Linked DNA regions of Capsicum annuum: region 1 is linked to region 2. A link is a contact called in public Hi-C data. All regions are on one chromosome and are shown on one strand. Each heading gives the region's core, a stretch centred on a gene start, on an enhancer-like site or on the middle of the called end of the contact. The rest is flanking DNA. Distances are from core to core; before and after follow the strand shown.

What was found. A called contact is a pair of places that touch in the nucleus more often than the background predicts.
Region 1: a contact with region 2 is called in a Hi-C map of bud, with 2.3 times the contacts expected there. The contact joins two enhancer-like sites. A contact is called at or near these places in 2 of 5 Hi-C or Micro-C datasets (bud and placenta).

The regions. Positions count from the first base shown.
Region 1 is chr3:228,607,937-228,613,884 of UCD10Xv1.1, forward strand. No RefSeq gene overlaps it. Among protein-coding and RNA genes, the nearest start is that of LOC107855975, 11 kb to the right of the region's middle. Within about 2 kb of position 3,140, at least 4 of the 5 cell types and tissues checked have an H3K27ac peak or open chromatin away from gene starts, as enhancers often do.
Region 2 is chr3:228,497,665-228,503,231 of UCD10Xv1.1, forward strand. No RefSeq gene overlaps it. Among protein-coding and RNA genes, the nearest start is that of LOC107855975, 120 kb to the right of the region's middle. Within about 2 kb of position 3,312, at least 4 of the 5 cell types and tissues checked have an H3K27ac peak or open chromatin away from gene starts, as enhancers often do.

The DNA.
Region 1 (5,948 bases), core at 1,890-4,389, 110 kb after region 2:
ATACAATAGACTGTTTTAGTAGTTCAAGCAAAATTAACATGCATGTGTATTTTTTTTCCATATCAAAACTGCAACCAACACTGAAAAATACATATCAAATATACTAAAAATACATAAAGCCAATAGACAGTTCTGGTAGTTAAGCTAAAATTAACATGCATATGTATTTTGATCATATCAAAGCTGCAACTAACACTGAAAAATACATATCGTATGTACTAAAAATACATATATACAACAGACTGTTTTAGTAGTTCAAGCAAAATTAACATGCATATGTATTTTTTCCATATCAAAACTGCAACCAACACTGAAAAATACATATCAAGTATACTAAAAATACATATAACCAATAGACAGTCCTGGTAGTTAAGCTAAAATTAACATGCATATGTATTTTGATCATATCAAAGCTGCAACCAACACTAAAAAATACATATCATATGTACTAAAAATACATATTTCCAACAGACTGTTCTAGAAGTTCAAGTAAAATTAGCATGCATATGTATTTTTTACCATATCAAAACTGTAACCAACACTGAATAATACAAATCATTTATGCTAAAAAATATATATAGCCAATATACTCTTCATGAGCAGTTAATACAATAATATATTTTCACAATTATACTATCATCTTCACAAATCAACATTCTACAATCCCTAAATATCATCATAATATAAAATACATATTAACTACTTCAAAAAAATACATATAACTTACAACTTTAAGCATATCTTTACTTGGAGAAAAATAAATTTTACTCAAAATACATTTACAACAAAAAAATACCTCTTCCTCGCTAACTTCTTCAGAATCATCAGCAAAAGAGATCTGAACATCTCATCAACCTTACTCAAACCTTCAATTTCTTTCGCTTTCCTTTTCTTCTCGATTTTTTTAATTTTTTGTTCCTTCTGGGAAGGCGATTTCTTCAACCGTTTTTTTTCTTCAAAATTTTTTCATCTTCAGCGGATCGTTGCGAAACTTCGACCTAATCTTCTTCGATTTCTCAGATTTTTTCGACTGTAAAGAATTTGAAACAACTTTAACTACATCTTCTTGAGTTAACCCAAGACTAAAAGATAGTCCACAGTCATAGACCAAATTCAACTTCTGTATACCACTATTCATTCATGATTTTGGTGTTTGTTCATCTATTAAAATCAAAAAACCTTAAATTCTGATTTTGAGATATATTAGAGTATACTATTTCTGAAATTTACCTAAAAAAATTCGAACATGCAATAGGTAAATTAAGAGTTACCTGAAATAGATGAAGATAACCTTTACTGATGGTGCTAAAATCGTGCAAAGTGAAAAAAAATTGGAGCGGAAATATATTCTTGAGGGCGAAAAGAACGGCAAAAATCTTTCAAAGTAATGAAAGAGAAAGCTTATGGCGTGAAAAGAAGGAAAACTGAAAGTTACTTCTCCAAGTAGGTAAAAAGTAGGGACCACAATAAAATAATGCTACAAATGTTACAAAATGTAATTTAATAAAATTGTATTATTTTTTGTAATTTAATACTTAAGTATGATACATTATGTATTTTGCCCTATATATTATACGGGATAGTTGAGGTCTCTCTATTAGTCCCTAGAAAGAGCACTAAAATCAATGTAGGTAAGAAAAAATATGTTAATAAACAATGTTACTTTTCAGAGCTACCTTCATTGTTTAAGTACGTTCACAATAATCAATTTTGTGTTGCACCCTCTTATTATAGATTCGGGAGTATAAAAAATGTATTTTGTATGACAGAAATAATCAATAATAAATCAATATCAATTACACATATATACCATAAGAAATGAGCAATATGTAACCCATAATTGATACACATCCATTTGTATTATATTTTGTTTTGTTTTCTTTAAAATATTCGCACATCTTCTGAATACATACAGTAAAAATTTATAATGTTTTGGGGGAATGACTACAGAAGAAAAATATGTCTAATTGTATAAAGGGATTACAACATCATAGTCTAAAATTTAATTTAAAAAAATAATAAGTGAAGTTCTAATGTTGAAGATATTATACGTGCGCTAATTGTTTCAGAAAAAATTATACACTACTTTAACTTTGCATTTACTTCATGAAATATTATTTGTCGCCAAATTCCTTCGAAAGCAAGGCAATTAACAAAATTTTTTGAAAATATCATTTCAATTTTACAGTTCGTTGAGAAATAATAGTTAAAGTTTGAGTTGTATTTTGCATATTCACTTTTTTTTCAGCTAAAATTTAAATAAATATATATGGTGTTTGAGAAAATAACGATAATGAAGTGATAAATATTAAATACCATATATATACCCTACAAAATGTTAGTTTGTATTAACAATGATACATATAACAAATTGAAAATAAATATTATAATATAAAAGACATATATTGTATACACATTTGTATTATTTCTTTTTGATCTTTTAAGTTTGAAATAATCCGCGCAATGCGCGGGGATAGATACTAGTTTTTAAAAAGGACAAAGAAGCACAAAATTGAAATGGTTATTTTTGGGTATTGCTTTGGCCGACAGGTCATTCAATGTCTAATGGTCCAAACTTGGGCTATTTGGTTTGAGATGGGTTATGGAGTGTCCTTTTTTTCTAAAATATATGTCCATTTTATATCTACATGTACGTGAAGGAAGAATTTGTGGTTCCATCAAACTACTAAAAATATTGTGGTTTTCATAGCCAAATCAGATGGCAACCATAATTTTTTTGGTGTAAGTAGTTCGTGATATTGAAACTAGTTGATTTCCATCAAACTACATATTTTTTATATTGTCTTCAAATATCGTAGTTAATAATTGATATTGGTTTTGGAGTTTTTGTTTTAATGCTTTTTAGGATATATTATGCAACATGGTATTTTTTTGTTTCTTTTTGTATTATGGTATTTTATCTGTAGTTTTTGTTTCATTATTTGTGAAATTGATTTTATGTATTCCAATATTTATCTTATGTATTTGTGATAGGTATTGGGGTAAAGACTGATGCTTTTTTTTATTTAACCAGATGCGTTAGAAAGAAAAACTTGTCTAATACATTACATACATTCCCGACTACCAGTTTGGATTAATAGCAAAAAAAAAAAAAAACAGGTGGCTCTGGTTTATTTGAGCATGATTAGTTATAGATCTAATGGTTCTATCATAAGCAGTTCCTAAATGTGTGCCTCCAAGGCTTGACAGATATACACCAGAGGAACTATCAAAACTTGTGTTTCTTCAAAAAGGTCAGATGTTGCTCCTTGTTTCACCAGTACATCCTCCACCTTTTTCTACTCTATGAAGTTATGCTTCACCATCGGGCATCCCATCCTTCTTAGCTTGTACCTGCAATCATCAATGATACCATTATAGAGAGGATTCCCTTCTTTCAGCATTTTAATAGTATCCAAGGAGTCTATATTAATATCAACGGGCAGGTAGTAGTTTTGTTCGCATATTCTCAACCCTTTCGTAAGAGCTAGGAGCTCTATTTGGTTGTTAGTTGCATGAAGGAAACTTTTATTGAACCCTAGGATCCACTCTCCACTCTAATTCCTGATTACACCACCAATTCTACCCCTCCCAGGATTGCCCAAACACGGTTCATCAGTATTCAGCTTGAAAGGGTTTCCCTCAGGAAGATTCCATTTGATGTTGATGATGGTCATAAGGGTTCTAACAGTACTATTAGTAGAGATGTGGATAAAGTCTACTGCCTCAGAGTAGGCTTGGGAGCACTTTTCACTTTGAGTGTCATTGTTTAAGACTGTGGTTTCTATTTCTCCAAATCATCCAAAGGCAGTAGGGTAGAATCTCATCCTACAACAAGAGATTATCAAAGGCTTTCCTCTTAGTCTTACCCCATGTAGCACTCTAATTTGAAGGGTAGAAGTCAGTTAAGGAGAACATAGGGGGCTTAGGGTCCATGTACAGAAGGTCCTTCTAAAAGTGTTGAGAGTTGGTGCATTCAAAGAAGGAATGTTGGTATCTTCTACATGGTGGTTGTAGATTTGGAAATTTGGGTTGATAGGGAGCCCCATTTTGGAGAGGTTATAGTTTGAGGGGAGTCTATCATGGTGGAGAAACCAAAGTAAAGTTTTGATTTTGTTGGGAGATTTTAACTTTCAAATCCAATTGAACTGATGATTATTTCTATCCGTTCCTTTCCACTCTTTACTAGCAAGGAATTTATAGGCAGAGTTGCAAAAGAACTAGCCATTTTCTTTAAGTTCCAAACAGGGGTATCTTACAGGATTCTAGAGTGAAGGAAAAGAGAACACATGATGTGGAGTTTAAGATGCTGAGGGATGTCTATAGAAAGTCCCTCAAAATTCCAGGAATTATTATGCCAGATTTCAAAAAGGGTCAAGGAGTCTTTTGCATGAGTTAGGGGGCCCTTGCTGACACTTCATAAAGAAGTTTAGTAGGGAATCCACTTGTCAGTCCAAAACTTAACCTTATTGCCCTGTAAGACACTCCAGGTACAAGCTTCTTTGCAGTTTTGCCAACCCTTCATGAGGTCTTCCCAAGTTCTGGAGGCATTTGGGTGGTTCCTCATCCCCTCATTACTATAGTTAGGTGTAAAGAATTGTACCCACAGCTTGGAAGGGTTTTTTATAAATCTCTATGCCAAGCTCATAATGAGGAGATTATTTTTAGACTAGCCTTTAGGATGCCTAAACCCCCTCATCTTTTGGGAGGGAACATTAGTCCAAGATACAAGATGTATATTTTTTTTAATTAGTGGTGCCCCAAGTAAAATTTCTTTGGATTCTGTCAATGTACTTTTGGATTTTATTGGAAAGGGTGATGTAATGCATGATGTGGTTTGACATGCTGCGAAGAGAGGCTTTAGCTAGAGTATTTCTACCAGCCATGTTGAGGAAATTAGTTTTTCAGCCGCCCATCTTAGCATTAAGGGAGTCCAATATGAATTGAAAGTGACTATTCTTGGGTTTGCTGGAAGATAGGAAAGCCCATAGACTTGGGTTTCTGCTGGAATATAGGAAAGCCCATATACTTATCAAAAATTTTCTTAGCCTTGATTTGAAGAGCTTGGGCCAAAGAATTTCTGTCCCTTTCAGAACAATTTTAAGAGAAAATGATTTTTGACTTGGAAGCAATGATTTTCTGTCCAGAGTGATAACTGAAACTGGTCAAGGTGTTCATGATGGCATTGCAGTTTTTGGAATCAGCATTGGCAAAAAATTAAGGTCATCAGTAAAAAAGAGATGGGAGACCTTGGGCCCATTCCTACTGATATAGATGGGTGTCTAGTTGAGGAGGTCAAACTCATAATCAATTCTTCTATACGGTAGTTCCAAGCACATGATGAAGATATAAGGAGATATAGGATCCCCATGTTTGATACCTCTAAAGGGTTTGAAAAACTTAATTCTCTCACCATTAATTAGAATGGATATACTGGAAGTAGAGATGCAGAACATGATAAACTTAGCCATATTGGTAGGAAAATTAAAGAAGTGAAGGGTTTGACTAATGAAGGACCATTCTAACCTATCAAAGGCCTTTTCAATATTAATATTGAGGATCATGTTAGCATTTGTTCCCTTCATCCTTGAGAAATAAGTGATGTACTCCTGAACTATGATGGCATTATCAACAACCCTTCTATTAGAATGAAAGCTAGATTGGTTGGGGATGATGAGGGTAGCTAGATGAGGCTACATTCTATTAGCAATGATCTTAGTCACAATCTTATATTGGGTATTGCAAAGCCCTATGGATCTAAAGTTTTTTAGGCTAATGGCATTTGTACACTTTGGTATCAGATAAAGGTATGTAGCATTAACCTTGTCTTTCATAATACCTAAGGTAAAAGTATCTATACAGAACCGAATTATGGATGGGCCAATGGTGTCTCAGTATTTCTAATAGAGTAGTGGCTGGATCCTATGAAGTCCAGGAGACTTGGTGGA
Region 2 (5,567 bases), core at 2,062-4,561:
TAAAGTAAAAGATTAGAGTCAGAAAAGTTATCAAAAAGGAAGAAAAGAGAAAAAAAATGTGTCCAAAAAGAAAAAAAAGAGAACAGTATCAAGAAAAATAGAGTCAGAAAAAGTTCAAAAAGAGAAAAAGAGTCAATAGAAAAAAGAAGAAGTCAGAATCATGCAAAACAAGTTGTCAGAACTACACGTGTCCTGATTCTCCTCTGTCGGAGGTGAGATACGTAGGCTGCCCTACTCTGGGCTCGGTCCAACCAAATAAAAAATTTATAATTTACCAGTCAAAAGAAACTGGGGCATGAATTAATCCTCATTGTTTGAGTCAATTCTAAAAGTTGTAAGTCCTGCCCCATTTCAAGTGTTGTTTGGGCCTCATGTCATCCTTTCTTTCTAACCTTATCCAAAGCCAAGTTACAACCAAGAAAGACCTTCAGATCAATCTTTGAGAATGCTAAGGCTAAGTATGCAATGGATATGATGATGTATTTTGGGTACTATTTGTCTTCCTCAGTATAAGGAATCTAGAGAGAAATAAAAATGAGAGTCTTATTGGTGAAAACCCTTTTGGGCACCGTAAGATGATGGTAAGTTGAGGGAAATAAAAATGAGAGAGTTTTATTGGTGAAAACCCTCACGGGCACCATAAAGCGATGGTGAGCTGAGAGAAAAATAAGAGAGGCTTGTTGGCAAAAATCCTTCAAGGTGTCACTAGCCGAATGGGGTCTTAAATGCAATTGACCTAAGGAAACAACTCAATTTCAGGACCATTAACTCAAGAATAACTGGTAGAAAGTTTGGATGGAAAGATCAAGGAGATTAATCTGATATGCATGTCATAATCATTAGAGTTGACTATCATTTCCACAAACTTTTCTTTCATTTTTTTTCAATAGGGACATTCATTGTCGTTTCTTTCTTCTCTATAGTTATATTTTTATTTTCTTGAGTCAGTTATACAAATAAAAAAAATTGTTTTCATGTTTCTCTTGTCTTTGAGTCCAGTCCATGTCAGAATAAATGACAAAGGATTTCGAAACTGGCTACCAACTTCTTTAATTACACAAAGAAAGACAAAAGGACAACATATGAAAGGGACATGATTGTGAGCCGAAAAAGGGCAGGCAGAAAACTTTGTCAACAGGCAAATCTGGGAACTCATGAAAATACCAAGGTTTAAAGGGTTTATCTGAGAAGCATGGCAAATTAGAGATATTGTGTTTATTTTAGAGTTACTCTTAATAATTTGAGTTTGGGTCAATGACGCAACAAAACAGGGGTAAGTGCCAGCAATCTGAAACAAAATAAAGGGAATGGTGACTGGAGCAGGTGTCGGGACAGCCAAGGGCTGTAAGCCACCACTATGTTTTTAACTGACAGATTTTCTTTGTTGAAACAGGGGCAAAATTGCTTCACTTAATTCAGATACCATTGGAAAAGCACATCTGTGGTAATTTACTTTATATTCAGGACCCTCCTGAAAAATGGGGATTAACTTTCTGTTCAGGACCCTCCTGGAAAATGAAAATTTAATTTCTGTTCAAGACCCTCTTGGAAAATGGGAATTTACTTTATGTTCAGGACTCTCCTGAAAAATAGGAATTTACTTTATGTTCAAGACCCTCCTGAAAAATGGGAATTTACTTTCTATTCAAGACCCTCCTGGAAAATGAAAATTTACTTTATGTTCAGGACTCTCCTGGAAAATAGGAATTTACTTTATGTTCAGGACCCTCTTGGAAATGGGAATTTACTTTCTGTTCAGGACCCTCCTGAAAAATGGGAATTTACTTTCTGGTCAGGACCCTCAAATAGGAATTTACTTTCTGTTCAGGACCCTTCTGGAAAATGAAAATTTACTTTATGCTCAGGACCCTCCTGGAAAATGGGACTGGGAAATAAGACGTTACTTTATGTTCAGGACCTTCCTGAAAAATGGGACATTACTTTATGTTCAGGACCTTCCTGAAAAATGAGAATTTACTTTCTGTTCAGGACCCTCCTAGAAAATGAGAATTTACTTTCTGTTCAGGACCCTCCTGGAAAATAAGAATTTACTTTTTGTTCAGGACCTTCCTAGAAAATGGGAATTTACTTTCTGTTCAGGACCCTCCTGGAAAATGTGAATTTACTTTATGTTCAGGACCCTCCTGGAAAATGAGAATTTACTTTCTGTTTAGGACCCTTCTGAAAAATGTTAATTTACTTTCTATTTAGGACCCTTCTTGAAAATGTTAATTTACATTATGTTCAGGATCCTTCTGGAAAATGGGACCATGCTTTCAAAAATGAAATCCTTCTTTATCATAATCTTAGATTGGGATAATTTTCATTCTAGTTTTGATTTTGGGTTTCAGGAGCCCGCTTGAAGAATAAGGTGATGAAATGGCAAGTCAGGAGCCCTCTTGAAGAACAGGGTGATGAAATGGCAAGTTAGGAGCCCACCTGAAGAACAAGGTGATGCAATTACAAGTCAGGAGCCTGCCTGAAGAACAGGGTGATGAAATTACAAGTCAGGAGCCCTCCTGAAGAATAGAGTGATGAAATTACAAGTTAGGAGCCCGCCTGAAGAACAAGGTGATGCAATTACAAATCAGGAGCCCGCCTGAAGAACAGGGTGATAAAATTACAAGTCAGGAGCCCGCCTAAAGAATAGAGTGATGAAATGATAAGTCAGGAGCCCACCTGAAGAATAGGGTGATGAAATTAAAAGTCAAGCAACAAAGTGAAGGGATTGAAGGTCAAGTAACAAGGGTGAGAGATGAAAAGTCAAGCAACAATGTGAAGAAATTAAAAGTCAAGAAACAAGTTGAAGATACTACAAGTCAGAAGTCCGCCTGAAGAATAGGAGCCGCAGATCGAAACCTCGACAGAACCTCAATCGACTCTCCAACTCGGTATAGTTATTCTCCTTTCCTTGGAGGTATCTGAGATTAGTTTCATGTCCTGATGTAGACTCGATTTTCCTCCTTCCTTCTATTTTATTCTTTTGAATAATGGTCGGGATAAAATTGTCTCGGTGTCTACTTCTTTGTCTGAAAACACTTCGTGTTTAAATTCAAAGGGGGCATGTTGTAGACATCTAATTTTGTCCCTACCGAAGTCTAATTTATTCATTTTTAACTCACCTTAATTTATTCATTTTTAACTCACCTTACCACGCACCCTCATTCATGTGATTATACCCTTCCAACTAATTTTTTCTTATCCTAACCTACTTACCCACTCCATTACGATCCCATACGCAATTCACACCAATAACGAAAGGGACACGTATGTTCACACATGAACATACACAATTCCAAAAGGGGAAAAACCTAATATACACACCCATATAACAAAACAGGGAAGGGGTCCCATAAAAGATTGTCAGAATACGGCACACCACACTTCACTCATTATAAATTTATCTTCTACACAATTCTCTCACCAAGATCAGACGAAAATCTTCTTCACTGCTTCCACGAGTTTCACACACACGAATTGAGAGGGGATTCTTCTTTTTCTTCTCCACGAAATACTACACAGACCCCGGATCACACAATTTTTATTCATAGCTACACACTCAATTCACGATACACAGCTTCTATGGAACACAGAACACACACACTCACCTCTCCATAATCCTCACAGATTCTCTTTCACTCACCAACACACACAGATATATACACTAAATCGCGTACACACACACGTAGCTGAGGTAAATGGAGAAGGGATAATGGTATAAATGCGGCGTCTCAACTGTATTCCGACGACCCTTCTCGCTGAAATTGGTTTACAAGTTGGTCTTCCTGATCGATTCAAGCTTTAAAACTCCAAAATATCTTTTTGTTGTTCTGTGTTTTTGATTCCCTATCGTGATTGACTACTTTGGGCTTATCGAGTTTTGTCTTTGGTTTGGGAATCTGGGTTTCTGTTCATCTCATCCTGATCATCGAGTCCAGTTTTTGGTTTAGAACTCCCCAATATTGAAGTTGGAGCCCGTTGCTGGTTGAAGTTCGATTCAAGATTCCGATCATTGTCTTAATCAGGAAGGAGAAATTTTAATTGAAAGCTTCTTCTAAGGTCCATTTTTTCAACTCCTTTTCATTTTACTCAATTTGATATCTTGATCTCGTGACTTGCATGTTTCGTGATGATTGATGATCGTATATTTGAATATCTATGACTTTCGTGGCTTCGATTGGTCATTTCTATATTGAAGCTGATTGTTTAATTGAAAATTTTGAGGGAGCGGGAATTAAAACATTGATAAAAGTGAATATTAGTTTATGTTGATTCATTGATAATCGCTTGATTCGTAATATGCATTGATTTTATTTAAATTCGATAGTCTCATGTTTTAAGTCAATAATTGTTAGGCAAACGATAAGGGGTAGGCAAATTTAAGAACGTTGGATTGATGAATGCTCGAAATGTGTGTTGAATGGTTTTATTTTATCACTTTTAGATCAATTCTACTATTTGGCCAGAAAATGCCCCGATGTATCTGTATATATTTATTCACCGGAGAATGCCTTGAGGTATTTTGTACCTGGAGGACGTTCGTGATAAAGGCCCGAGGCGTCGGGTAGAGCGTAGTTAGGATTAGTGTAGATTAGAATAAGATTTATTTTTTTGCATTTTTTATTTTGGACTGTATAATTGGACTGAACACTATATTTTGAATTTGTTTTATTTCGTGTGTTTGATTAATTGTTTTCTTGTGTTTTGTGTGGTTTATACATTTCTAATGTCAAATTAGTCGATATGCTCCACCAAGCGACCGTGGTCGAACCACGGGATGGAGGGGTGCCTAACACCTTCCCCTCAGTTAACAGAATTCCTTAGCTGAAATTTCTATTCGCAAACCAGTTTTAAAGAGTCAAACAGTTTTAAAAAGGATTTTCAAAGGTGACTTGGCACACCATATTATGCCAAGTGATGACTCTGAGTTTTGAATATAAAAGGTCCTTTTTGAAATAAATTTTTATTTTTGTCACTTAATAATTAAACCCTTTCAAACTTAAAATATAATCTTTTTGGTTAAAAAAAGGGTGTGACATTTCAAATCCCATCAGAGACAAAAAAATACTAGATTAAAATATTCATTCATCAATAAAATTCTAGTAGTTTATTTACTGGTTAAGCTCTTTAATTTTGAGGTATTTTAGATTTCTGTTCTCTATTTTATTATCTTTACTTTAAATTAGCCTAAATGATAGGCTAAATATTTTTGTGTTGAATTATAACACATTAAGCTATTAACTAAATCCTTAATAAGAATCTTTTCATCCAATGATACTAAGGTAGTTATTAATGATTTTGGTAGGGGTGTTCATGGTTTGGTTTTTAACCAAATCGAACCGCAATCCAAATCAAACCGATTAAAAAAACCGATATTTGGTTAGGTTTTGTTTTACTTTAAAATAACCGACAAAATAATCAAACCGAATCGATATATATATATATATATATATATATATTTTTATATATATATTATTTATGTATTATTCTTAAATACATTATAAATATTTGTTACATTTTATATTTTAATCATCATTTAACTTTAGTCTTAACACATTAAGTCATGT